Linked DNA regions of Mus musculus: regions 1 and 3 are each linked to region 2. The links are chromatin contacts, called in public promoter capture Hi-C maps. All regions are on one chromosome and are shown on one strand. The core of a region is the stretch at or near the end of the contact, and the rest is flanking DNA. Distances in the headings are between cores, read along the strand shown. Region 1 has its middle 29 kb from the start of Gpr141. Region 2 holds the start of Nme8 (NME/NM23 family member 8). Region 3 has its middle 59 kb from the start of Gpr141.

What was found. Promoter capture Hi-C pulls out the DNA fragments that hold promoters and counts their contacts.
Region 1: a contact with region 2 is called in a promoter capture Hi-C map of the HPC-7 cell line, with 5 times the contacts expected there. The contact joins the enhancer-like site here to the promoter of Nme8 in region 2. A contact is called at or near these places in 8 of 39 promoter capture datasets (the C10 cell line, the HPC-7 cell line, embryonic stem cells and 5 more), 1 of 15 datasets of contacts at CTCF or cohesin (CD8 T cells), 8 of 484 Hi-C or Micro-C datasets (the BV-2 cell line, the HPC-7 cell line, bone marrow-derived macrophages and 3 more), 2 of 115 datasets of contacts at active chromatin or transcription factors (acute myeloid leukemia and bone marrow-derived macrophages) and 4 of 9 other capture datasets (adipose tissue, bone marrow-derived macrophages, embryonic stem cells and 1 more).
Region 3: a promoter capture Hi-C map of the HPC-7 cell line shows a contact between it and region 2, with 5 times the contacts expected there. The contact joins the enhancer-like site here to the promoter of Nme8 in region 2. A contact is called at or near these places in 9 of 39 promoter capture datasets (the 3T3-L1 cell line, the C10 cell line, the HPC-7 cell line and 6 more), 10 of 484 Hi-C or Micro-C datasets (Th1 cells, Th2 cells, bone marrow-derived macrophages and 7 more), 1 of 115 datasets of contacts at active chromatin or transcription factors (pancreatic cancer cells) and 4 of 9 other capture datasets (adipose tissue, embryonic stem cells, liver and 1 more).

The regions. Positions count from the first base shown.
Region 1 is chr13:19,851,898-19,855,488 of GRCm38.p6, forward strand. No RefSeq gene overlaps it. Among named protein-coding and RNA genes, the nearest start is that of Gpr141, 29 kb to the left of the region's middle. Within about 2 kb of position 2,339, at least 91 of the 459 cell types and tissues checked have an H3K27ac peak or open chromatin away from gene starts, as enhancers often do. A contact at or near this core is called in the BV-2 cell line, CD8 T cells, the HPC-7 cell line and 6 more, where this site is marked.
Region 2 is chr13:19,695,817-19,699,316 of GRCm38.p6, forward strand. Nme8 (NME/NM23 family member 8) reads right to left here and starts at 1,944. Exons shown (of 17, transcript NM_181591.3): 1 at 1,806-1,944; 2 at 1,188-1,230; 3 at 1,053-1,110; 4 at 771-877. The coding sequence starts at 1,220.
Region 3 is chr13:19,880,923-19,884,710 of GRCm38.p6, forward strand. No RefSeq gene overlaps it. Among named protein-coding and RNA genes, the nearest start is that of Gpr141, 59 kb to the left of the region's middle. Within about 2 kb of position 2,204, at least 17 of the 459 cell types and tissues checked have an H3K27ac peak or open chromatin away from gene starts, as enhancers often do. A contact at or near this core is called in the HPC-7 cell line, bone marrow-derived macrophages, granulocyte-monocyte progenitors and 1 more, where this site is marked.

The DNA.
Region 1 (3,591 bases), core at 1,089-3,588, 160 kb after region 2:
AATAACCCTATTAAAAAGTGGAGTACAGAGCTGAATAGAGAATTCTCAACTGAGGAAACTCGAATGGCTGAAACACTTAAGGAAATATTTAACAACCTTAGTCATCAGGGAAATGCAAATCAAAATGACCCTGAGATTCCACCTCACACCAGTCAGAATGGCTAAGATCAAATACACAGGTGACAGCAGATGTTGGCAAGGATGTGGAGAAAGAGGAACACTCCTCCATTGTTGGTGGGATTGCAAGCTGGTACATCCACTCTGGAAATTGGTCTGGCAGAAAATTGGACATAGTATTACCTGAAGATCCAGCCTCTCCTGGGCATATACTCAAAAGATGCTCCAACATATAACAAGGACATATGTTACACTATGTTCATAGCAGCCTTATTTATAATAGCCAGGAGCTGGAAACAACCCAGACGTCCCCCAACAAAAGAATGGATACAGAAAATGTGGTACATATACACAATGGAGTACTACACAGCAATGAAAAACAATGACTTTATGAAATTCACAGGCAAATGGGTGGAACTAGAAAATATTATCCTGAGTGAGGTAGCCCAGACACAAAAGAACACATGATATGTATTCACTAATAAGTGGATACTAACCAAAAGCTCACAATGCATATGATACAACCTACAGACCATATGGAGCATAAAAGAAAGGAAGATCAAGGTGTGGATGCTTCAGTCCTGCACTGAGAAGGGAACAGAATGGTTGTGGGAGATAGAAAGAGAAGGAGACAAGGGAGGGAGAAAGGAGGAGGAAATAAGAAGGGTGGCAGTATCAGAATCTGGAGGAGACATGAGAGAGGTACAGAGGGTCTGGACATCAGAAATTAGTTATAAGGGAGGATGAAGAACTGGGAGAGCCACTGGAGAGTCCCAGACACTAGAGAAACATGAGCCTCCCAGGAGACAATGGGATTGACTTTAGACATAATATTCAGAGAAGAAGGAGACAGAACGTGTAGAGACCACCTCCAGTAGATAGGCACCACCCTTGGTCGAGGGATGGAGCTACCCACCTACCTCAAAGTTTTTTTTAACCAAGAAATGTTCCTGTCCAAAGGAAGAACAAGAACAAAAAATGGAACAGAGACCGAAGGAAGGGCCAATTGGGGAACAGCCCCACCTGAGGATACATCATGTCTGCAGACACCAAACCCAACACTGTTGCTGTGGTTAAAAGTCCCTTTCGGAGAGGAACCAAGTGTGGCAGTTCCTGTGGAGGTCCGGCAAGCAACTGACCAATGCAGAGGCGGATGCTTGGAGCCAACCATCAGGCTGAACTCAAGGAACCTGGTCGGGAAGCTGGCAGAAGGCCTGGAGGAGCAGAGGGGGATTGGAAGAACAACATTGGCTGGCCTGACCACCCAGTTCTCTCAGAGACTAGACCACCAACCAAGGAGTGCACCTAACGGGATTTTTGGATCCAGATAACATATGTAGCAAAGGATGGCCTTGCCCGACAGCAATGAGAAGGGAGGCCATTGGTCCTAAGGAGGTTTGATGCCCCAGAGTAGAGGGATGCTGAAATGGTGCTGATTCCTATTGTCATTTTAGCCCCATTCCATCCTCACAGGATCAATTCAAAACCTTGCCTCTGTTTCCCCATTGTGTTTTGTTAGGAGGGTTGTGGAGTGGAGGCCTTGTAGAGGTGTGCTCTTTCTGAAAAGTGACTGTCATTTAGTTGAAGGTAGCTAGATCTTAGGTAGATTCAAAGAAAGTCTGTCTGTATCAATTTCTTAAATACACAAAGAATTTACATTCATGTTTTGGAAGTGAATATCTCCTTATGTAAGGCCAAGAAATAATTGTATGACAGATACAAACAAGTCCTGTTGATTTTGAAGATCTTCAGGAATCTCATTTGGGGCTGTTGAAGATAAAACTCTCCCCAAGCTTTCACACTGCAGCCAACACCACCAGGAAAAGCTTCTTCCACATAATGCACTGAGGTGGATCCCAGAAGAGCAGAAGTAACCACGGCAATATGGAGTTGTGCTCCCAAGGAGCCTGATTTACAGTGGAACTTAACAGGATGCTGAGAATTAAGAATGCCATTTAAAAGAAATTGGCAAAGAATTCTTCCATGATCTCTGTGGCCACACCTAAGTCATAAACAAGAGACTTGCCATTTTCCCAGATGCACAAGCCTCTAAACCAGAAATCCCAAATGTCCTGAGGATTATCACTCTATGGAGGATTTGTTTTGAATCCCCAACAGATGTATGAGAAGCAGCAGGGGAAGGCTGCCAGAAGGTTCTCTTTCCACTAGACTGTAAATTTGTCTAAAGATTAAGTCTTCCTAAAGACTCGTTAACAAGGACAGCTACAGCTACGGGGATTGACCACTTCCTGTTTTCTATCTCCTCTGCTATGTATTAGTGCCAGCCTAAACCAGTATGATTTGTTAGAAAGGAAATTTTCATTTTAATTACTTACCAAATACAGAAGAGTGTTTAAGCTTGCATTGCCTGCTTAGATTCTGTGACTCTAAGCATAATTTGCTTTACTGCCTATGATAATCTGCTAATCAGTGGTAAAAGATTCTATCTCTAATAGCAAAGAGACTGTATCTGCCCCGCAGCTAATGTGTTTCTTCCTTAAATCTAATTTTAAAGGGGGCTTAGTTCTCCCCACAGCATTTGTTGCTGTATACACTCATGAACATATCTCGACATAGCAGACATTAGTGCAGTTCACAGCATTCAGAGCTAGGTAAAACTAACTACACACAGAGAGAGACATACAAACACACACACAGAGACACACACACACACACACACACACACAGACACACACACACAGATACACAGACACACACACACCAGCCACCTGCCTGCCCTACTCTGCCTAGCACTGTCTATCCTTATGAGATACTAGCTAGCAGGGAAGGAGCCTCTCTGTGTGCTGTGAGCAATGTGTATGGTGGTTTAGCAACCGGATTCACTGGTTAAACTGACTAGTGGTTTGATGACTTGAGAGACATTACAGACACTGATATCAGAGATCTTAGTTCCGCAAGGCTAACATTCTCTTCAGGCTCAGAGCTATTAGGCAAACCTGAAAACAGCACCCATGCTCGTGTTAATGGGTTAAAGAATTCAGTTTTACTTTCCCCAAAACACATGGAAGTCTAAAAGTATTTGGGGGGAAAAAAGCAGGCTGTTGTTTGTAATAAAACTCTATGACAACTGGAGACAAACCACGTGGGGAAAGCAGGCACTGAGTCATCTCCAGCAGACGTGACTTGAGGACCGACCGTTAAGCATTTCCTCTTATGACTTAGTTCAGTTAGCCAAAGGCTTTTCATCCACTGACCAAAAAAACTTCTCTGCCGAGGTCTGAAAGGCGACACTAATCTATGTATGGGTAAAGAGATATAAATTTACAGAGCAGTTTGAGACTTTGTTTATTTAGCACAATAATAACAATAAGTTCTCTGAGGCCCATGAGTTTGTCAAGACCAGTGCCAAGGATGAAATAACTCCCTCTTGAGTTGTTGGTCAGAGATGTCCCAGAGACACCCCAAAACAATACAGGTTGTTGCTATTGATCTTGGTTGCTCACCAGAATTTGG
Region 2 (3,500 bases), core at 694-3,193:
AGACTGACAAACCCATAGACCGACAGACAGACCGACAGACAGAGAAAAGGAAAGACTCTTTCTTGGCTTCCTTCAGTTGAGTCCCAGGGACCAAACTTACATCATCATGCCTGCCAGCAAGTGCCTTTGTCCACTGAACTAGCCCAACAGCCCTCAATTTTCAAATTTAAATTAATTAAAATTGAAAATGCATTTCTACAGTGGCTCTGGATAGCTCTCAAGTGTTCTGTTTGTGCATAAAGCCATATTGGACAGAAAGATTCTAACCAAATGTTAACTGGATATAGACTGAACTATAAATTATATCTGGCTATAGATTGAATAATCAGTACAACTGAGTCAAGTGCATTTGACGGTGAGATTTAATCCCTTGTCACTTTTGATAACTAACAGCTAAAAGAGAAATTACTTACTTTGAAACATGTGTGCATAGATAGGTGCCCAGGGTTCTACTCTGTGTCACCCAGGAAACAGTCCCTGATAATCTTAACTCAGGGACACATATTGACCATGCCATGTGACAATGTCAACAGATGTCCATTACTATACTTTTCTGAGGTTTCAGTCATGATGAGTTATCTCAGCATCCTGGGAATTTGATGAAACTCATACTAATTCTCAAACCTAGTAGAACTAAGCAAATAGTTAAGACTATGGAGCCAACATTGTTTAGAGTAGAGACTGGCAGGTTCCTTAAACTAATAAAATACTTGAAGTACAAGGAGATCTTTAAACACAGCAAACACATTGAACAAAACCAAAAACCTTACAACGACGAAGTGAAGAATCTCATCTTCGTTCAGTTCATTTTTTAGTTTTCTGAATAAACTTTGCACGGCTTTGCAAGGTCCACACCAGGCTTGGTAAACATCAATCACTGGGAAATAGTAACATTTGTCAAAAGGCAGAGTCAAAGAATCTGGAGGCTGTCGCATTCCCATCCCAGGTGAAGGACCCAGGGAGGAAGGCAGGAAGGCAGCTTTGAAACAGGGAGTTGAATTCTGCAAGGTATGGAAACAAACCTGAACACTGACAGCAGAGAGCCCCCGTACCTGTTAAGCCTTTGTTCAGCAACATCTCATCCCACAAGTTCTGACTATTGACGACTGACTGCAAAAAGCAAAATATGGTAAGAGGTGGCAAGTGTCATTGCACCAGAAGAAGACCTGCTGGCACGATAGACCCACCTGTAGCTGGACTTCACGCTTTTTGCTTGCCATTTGTCGACTTCTGCATGGAATAGGAAAAGAAATACAAACTGTGGAATTTGAGCAATCTTCTCTTTGTATACCCAAACCACATCTTAAAGTACTGTCCAATTCCCTTTAGAAAATACTGGCCTGCTCAGACTAGCCTCTAGAGAAGAGTCAGCGTCACAGGCAAACTACTGCTGGGCAGGGATTCTTTCAACAAACCAAAGCAATGCCAGAATGTTGCAGGCTTTTTTTTTTTTTTTTTTTTGAAGTCATACTGTGTGTGTGTTAATAATGTGGTGGTTTCCTATGCCTTTAGCAGAACATGTTAATTGGTAAACATACCTTTTAGATATGCTCACTCCAGTATTATTGAGTTTTTAGGAGAAAATCACTACTGTTCTCTGGAGCAGAACACAAATATTCCATGGGTGATAACATCAAGGATGCATAGAAAAAAAATAGCTCCTAAGACTGCATCCCAACAAAGTTGCTATACACCATAATGAAATGGGCCCTTTCTGTTAGACTGGGACCTTTATAGATAATTTAAATGGTCTCCCTTGCTGGGGTCTATGGCCCTTGATAGAATGAATTCCTGAAATTCAGTACCTGGACCGCTGGGTCAGGCCCGGGCTGAAGGTGGCAGGGCTCCTGCTGTGCCTTCTTCCCCAGCAGGTCCAGTCAAAGGGAGGGATGAGGTATGCCTAGCATCACCCCCTGGAAGATGAAGGGCAAGGACGCCAACGTTCAGCCCTCGAGGCCCGGCCGGCCCTTCCCTCCCTGTGGTGGAGGCTCGAGGATCCTGCTCACAGCAGGTAGAACTGGACACCAAGCCCAAGCAAGAGCAGTAGGCGCCTAAAATTCCTCCCCGACTCCTGCTGTATTGCTCTGGAAAGAAAGTTTCTACTTCCTCAAGATCCCTCCCTCTGCTGCCTCCTACCAAGTTGCAGTCTCTAAGACTGTACAGGGTCGCCACCCCTCCCCCATCAACATACCCAAGTCCACCTCAGCATTTCAAGTTCCCAGGGATTCTCTCCCAGAGAGCGGACCTGGAAGTCTCTCTCCTAGGCTTTGGATCCTGTGTGATCAGCCACGCCTTACAATAAACATACAAATCCCTCAAATTGGAGTAGAAACAGTCCTTCCTCCCTGCTGAGATGACGGTCCACCTTTGTTAATCTACTCTGATGCTCTCCGTCTTTCTCCAGTTCCAAGTTTGGCCTTGTATCTCTCTCTCTCTCTCTCTCTCTCTCTCTCTCTCTCTCTCTCTCTCTCTCTCTCTCTCTCTCTCCCTCCCTCTCTCCCTCCCTCCCTCCCTCCCTCCCTCCCTCCCTCCCTCCCTCCCTCCCTCCCTCTCTCTCCTCTCTCTCTCTCTCTCTCTCTCTCTCTCTCTCTCTCTCTCTCTCTCCCTCTCTCTCTCTCTCTCTCTCTCTCTCTCTCTCTCTCTCTCTCTCTCTCTCTCTCTCTCTCTCTGTTGTTTCCTCTTGAGATAAAACCTGAGCATGATGTCAAAGGATAGAAAAAGTGCCATGGAGCGCAGAGCTCAGCCGAGCGCTGTCCACATAAGCATCGAGCCTAGGCTGGATCTTGGTGTAATAAAAATCAGATTATCAATTATTGTGCCAACTGGAGTGAGTCTTCTGACAAAACTTTCACAGACGTTCATGGACCCCTCGTTCCTAAAACACTAAAACGGCCAGAGCTTTGAGAATTTTGTTTGCTATTGCTATTTAACTCATTCAACAAAATCGCAATCTTTCCGTCCTAGTGTATTCTTCCTGAAGTCTGTATATGAATTTTTCACATTGGCATATTTATAAAAACATTTTGTTTCTTGTCTCTTCTAGTTAACTATCACACTTAGAAACATTTAATTGCAGATTCACAGAATGTCCACAAGGTGGCAGTATGCACTTCTGAAGCAGTCCAGGAGGAAATCTCTCAAAATCCCTGACCACATGTTGCCTGAAGTACACTGAAGATCACCGGGCAACCTGGGACAAGATACAGAAGAGCTCTGGGTTCCTTCACTCGGGCTTTGCATTGATTATCCTGTTGCTGATCTCTGTAATAACACGTTACCAGTTGGAGGATGAAAGGCATTCTATCAGTTCACTTACCCAGTGATGCTGAGCCCCAGGGTCCCAGGATTTTTTTAGTTTGCTTGCTTGCTGGAGAGTCTCAGTATGTATCTCACATTAGCCTCTCTGCAGTACAGTCTTTTTGTATCATTTCAACCTTCAAAATATGCAATATACCACACACTCCATGTTTAAATATGTTATTGTATATACTGATTTATTT
Region 3 (3,788 bases), core at 954-3,453, 190 kb after region 2:
TCGGGGGTGCAGTGTGTGCGACACACCCCTGTGAGAGTCTGGGGTGCAGTGTGTGCGACACACCCCTGTGAGAGTCTGGGGAATGTAGGAGAGCTTTGAAAAAGCAGAATCTGGATAGAATTAGCTCCCTCATGCAAACACCTGCACACACAATCAATAACATGACGACAAAGGCTGGATGCTCACCCCACACGGGCTGGGCAAACAAGAGCACTGATGCTCCTGGCCATGACTAGGCTAAAGAGAGCTGTCACAGTGGAAAGAGCAGGACCAATCCCCTGAACTGAGCTCCACCAACCAAAACAGACAGGTGAAACAGCTAAGGACATTTATATATTCCTTATTTCTATGTGGTTTAGTAAAAATAGCACAATCGCTTCTCGGCCTTTTGGCTAAGATCAAGTGTAAGAATAGCACAAGCACTGTCCCAGGTCATTGGAATGCCTACAGGGTACTTACAAATCTTCCGGATGGATTTAAAGAAAACATATATGTGCACATGATACATGAAAATATAAAACATAACACACACACACACACAACAGTATTATAGTTTGAATCTTGAATGTTCCCCAAGAGGCCTAGTAGCTGAAGGTTTATTCAGTCTTATTATTGGGTGATGGTAGAACTTTTAAGAGGTGGTACTTAACCTGTGAAAGTTAGGCTGTTGGAGGGGATACTGGGACTCTGACTCTTTCTCTCTGCTTTTTCCTGACACTAAGCGTACAGGTTTATTCTCCAATGAACATGAACTTCCACCATGACACACTGTGACAACGGATAAAAGCAAACAATAGTCCTACCTGCTGTAATACCTACAAACCACAGCAATAGCCAGAATGACCAGATATCCCAAAAGGTTCAGTAGAGTCATTATAGCCTAGGGAGTATGCAATAGCTATCTGTTCCAACAGGAAGAAGTGTAGGATTCACAGTGTAAATCCAGCCCAATACCCATGGCTAGTAAGGCCAGGGGCCCTAGATAGGTTCTAACTATAGAACTATTATTAGCCCTAAACCAGTATACTTCCTAACTTCCTTCTAAATGCTTCTCCATATACCCACAGCTAAGCGTAGCTCTTTCCTGTCATCAAGAAGCTTCTTTGTGAAGCAGGAAGAGACCATTACAAAAAAAACCACAACTTGTCAAAATCCAGGGATCAGCTGGCCATGGAGCGTCCGATATCGGTTAATGTACTACAGCCCCTCTAAACTAAGGCTCAGGGACGTCTTAGAAGAAGGGGTAGAAAAATAGTAAGAGCCACAGAACCAGGATGTCTTCTGTGAGATTGTGCCTTCCATGAGTGATAGGGAAGCTGCACCCAAGGGATTAATGATAATAGGAAGTGACCTGCAGACATGGAGGATGTAAATCTCACGAGAACCCACCTCTAGATGAAGAACTACAAACAAGCAGGGGCTACTACAAACGGCAGAATCAGTTTTGTCCAATGCTAAGCCCTAGGAGAGGTTAATCCCAAGTGCTCAACTCTAAACATATATATACACCTGCACAATACTAAATGAACTCAACATGTTGTATGTATGAATTTGTATGTATGTGTACATATGTAACAAGAATTACAGAATAAGAAATCATGAATTTGTGGAGTAAGAGGCCATGGGAAGTGTTGAGGAGGAGAGATTTTTATATATGAAAATCTCAAAAGAAACCACATATAGTATACTAACATAATGTGTGTGTATGTATTATGTATATATATATGTATATATTGTGTAAAGTGTAAAATGTATAAAGCATATATTTTTCTGTTTATATAAAACACTTAACACATTATTTATGCACTCAGTCACTCAGTGCCTAATAAATGCTGATTAAGGTTTTCTTTGCTCTGTTTTCTGCTTCTCAACTTGATTTTTCCCTCAAATACTCTGAATCCCTTTTTCTATTTTGCATTTAAAGCACATATCCATGGGTTAAAGAAATCGTATGGCGCCTGCTACTTGAATAGGCAGGCAGCAATGCCTCTATCAGCCCGGCACCCTTCCACTTCGGAAGGTAAGCAAATGGAGTGGGCAGCTTCTAAGGTTCATTGCCTCACCTTGGAGACTCAGACACACAGGCAAACAATCTAGAGGGGTGCAACAGTTCCCTTGTCTCCTGCAGCCTTATCGCCTGAGCAGCCCGCAGCACTTCCTTGTCCTGAGGCTGCTTAATATCAGCTGTGGTGTTGCCCAATGTTTGGGCCAGATTCCTTCCCCAGATGATAAGCCCATTATTTGCTCTAGCAATATGTGAAGCTGTGTGTCACTGAACCAAGGCCAACCCTCCTTTGCCTAGGAGTTTGTAGTGGTGCTTTCTCACCTCCAAAGCTTTGGAATAACTGCTACAGCCCTGTATAATCAATGCTAAAATATCAACAGGATGATAGTAAAGACTAAATTAGTAAAGCAAGAAGCCTGTGGGCAAAGACCAGATGTCCTTGTAACGTTTCGCCAGCAAAACACACTCGGACAACCAGATCCTTCTACGGCAAAGCTTTATTGCTTACTTCTCAGGAAGACCCCCAACCCGGAAAATGGAGCTGTTTAAATACCCCTCTGTGTGACGTGTCAGCTCCTGATTAGCTGCTCACCCATCACCCCACTATTACACCCCGGGATGGGCAGTGACTTGGCACTAATTTACTCCAGCACCTGCGCACATTGCTTGTTTACTAGTTAGGCACTGTAGAAGCCAGCGCCATCTTGTAATGTCGATTGTGCACGGCTTCCCACAACCAGACTGGAAAGCACTTCAACAAGAATGAAAAACACAGGCAGAACAAAGGACCTGTTTCGTCCACCTACCCATGCCTGGAAATCCTAGGGGGTGGTTGGAGTTGAGTATCTCCAATGGCTCTCAGACATTACACAGCTCTACCCTTCTGATCTCAGCCACAACTCGGGGTCACTGGGTTCCCTTGTCATACAGTTCCCCCAAAAGAAACGTGCTATTATTTTAAAGCATGTGTTGTAGGTTGCACTTGTGTGTGTGTGTGTGTGTGTGTGTGTGTGTGTGTGTGTGTGTGTGTGTACTTGACAAATATCCATCTTTTTCACAACCCATCCTTTCAGGCTGCTCAAGCAGTATGTGATTTCTCCAATGTGTCACCTTACTTTGAATGCCGTGCCTGACACACAGTACATGACATGCATTTGTTGAATAGTATGATTTCAGTAGTGACCCTGCAAAATGAATCATTTAGATAAATATTCCTAACCTCAACTAGAATCATGCTGAGAATGTGCCAGCACAGCAGGGCTTTGCTGGAGCCGTGTGTAAAGTAGCCAAGGCCTTTGGAAAAGCCTAGATTGTCAGACTGGATCCTGGTCAATCCATGTCTCTTACAGCCCATTTTGTATTCTATACCTGTGCTAACATGCATCCAAATCCCAGGAAAACACAAATTATTCTCTGCTCAATGACTGCAGTCTTCTTTTTTTAGACAATCAGCACACAGCTAAAAAGCATGCCAGACTCTGTAGCTGCTCTCCGATGTTGCAGGCATCTTATATCTGCCACTTTCAGAAAGGAAAGGCCCTGTATCTACTTATGCCTATCCCCTAAAGCATCTGCCAGTCTAGCACGTAGCAAGCCGTTCTCTGACTAGTTATTAGCACTTGTCAAAATTTTGCATGCATGACAGACATGGGCGACTTAGAATTTATAAGGATGTATTTTTGTATTTATGTGATTACGAAAAGAAACTAAAGTCAAATCCTGAACAGTGAAAAGCAGAACTCTCAGTGCTACACTAGAAAGTGATGAAACCCAAGGGTTTTTT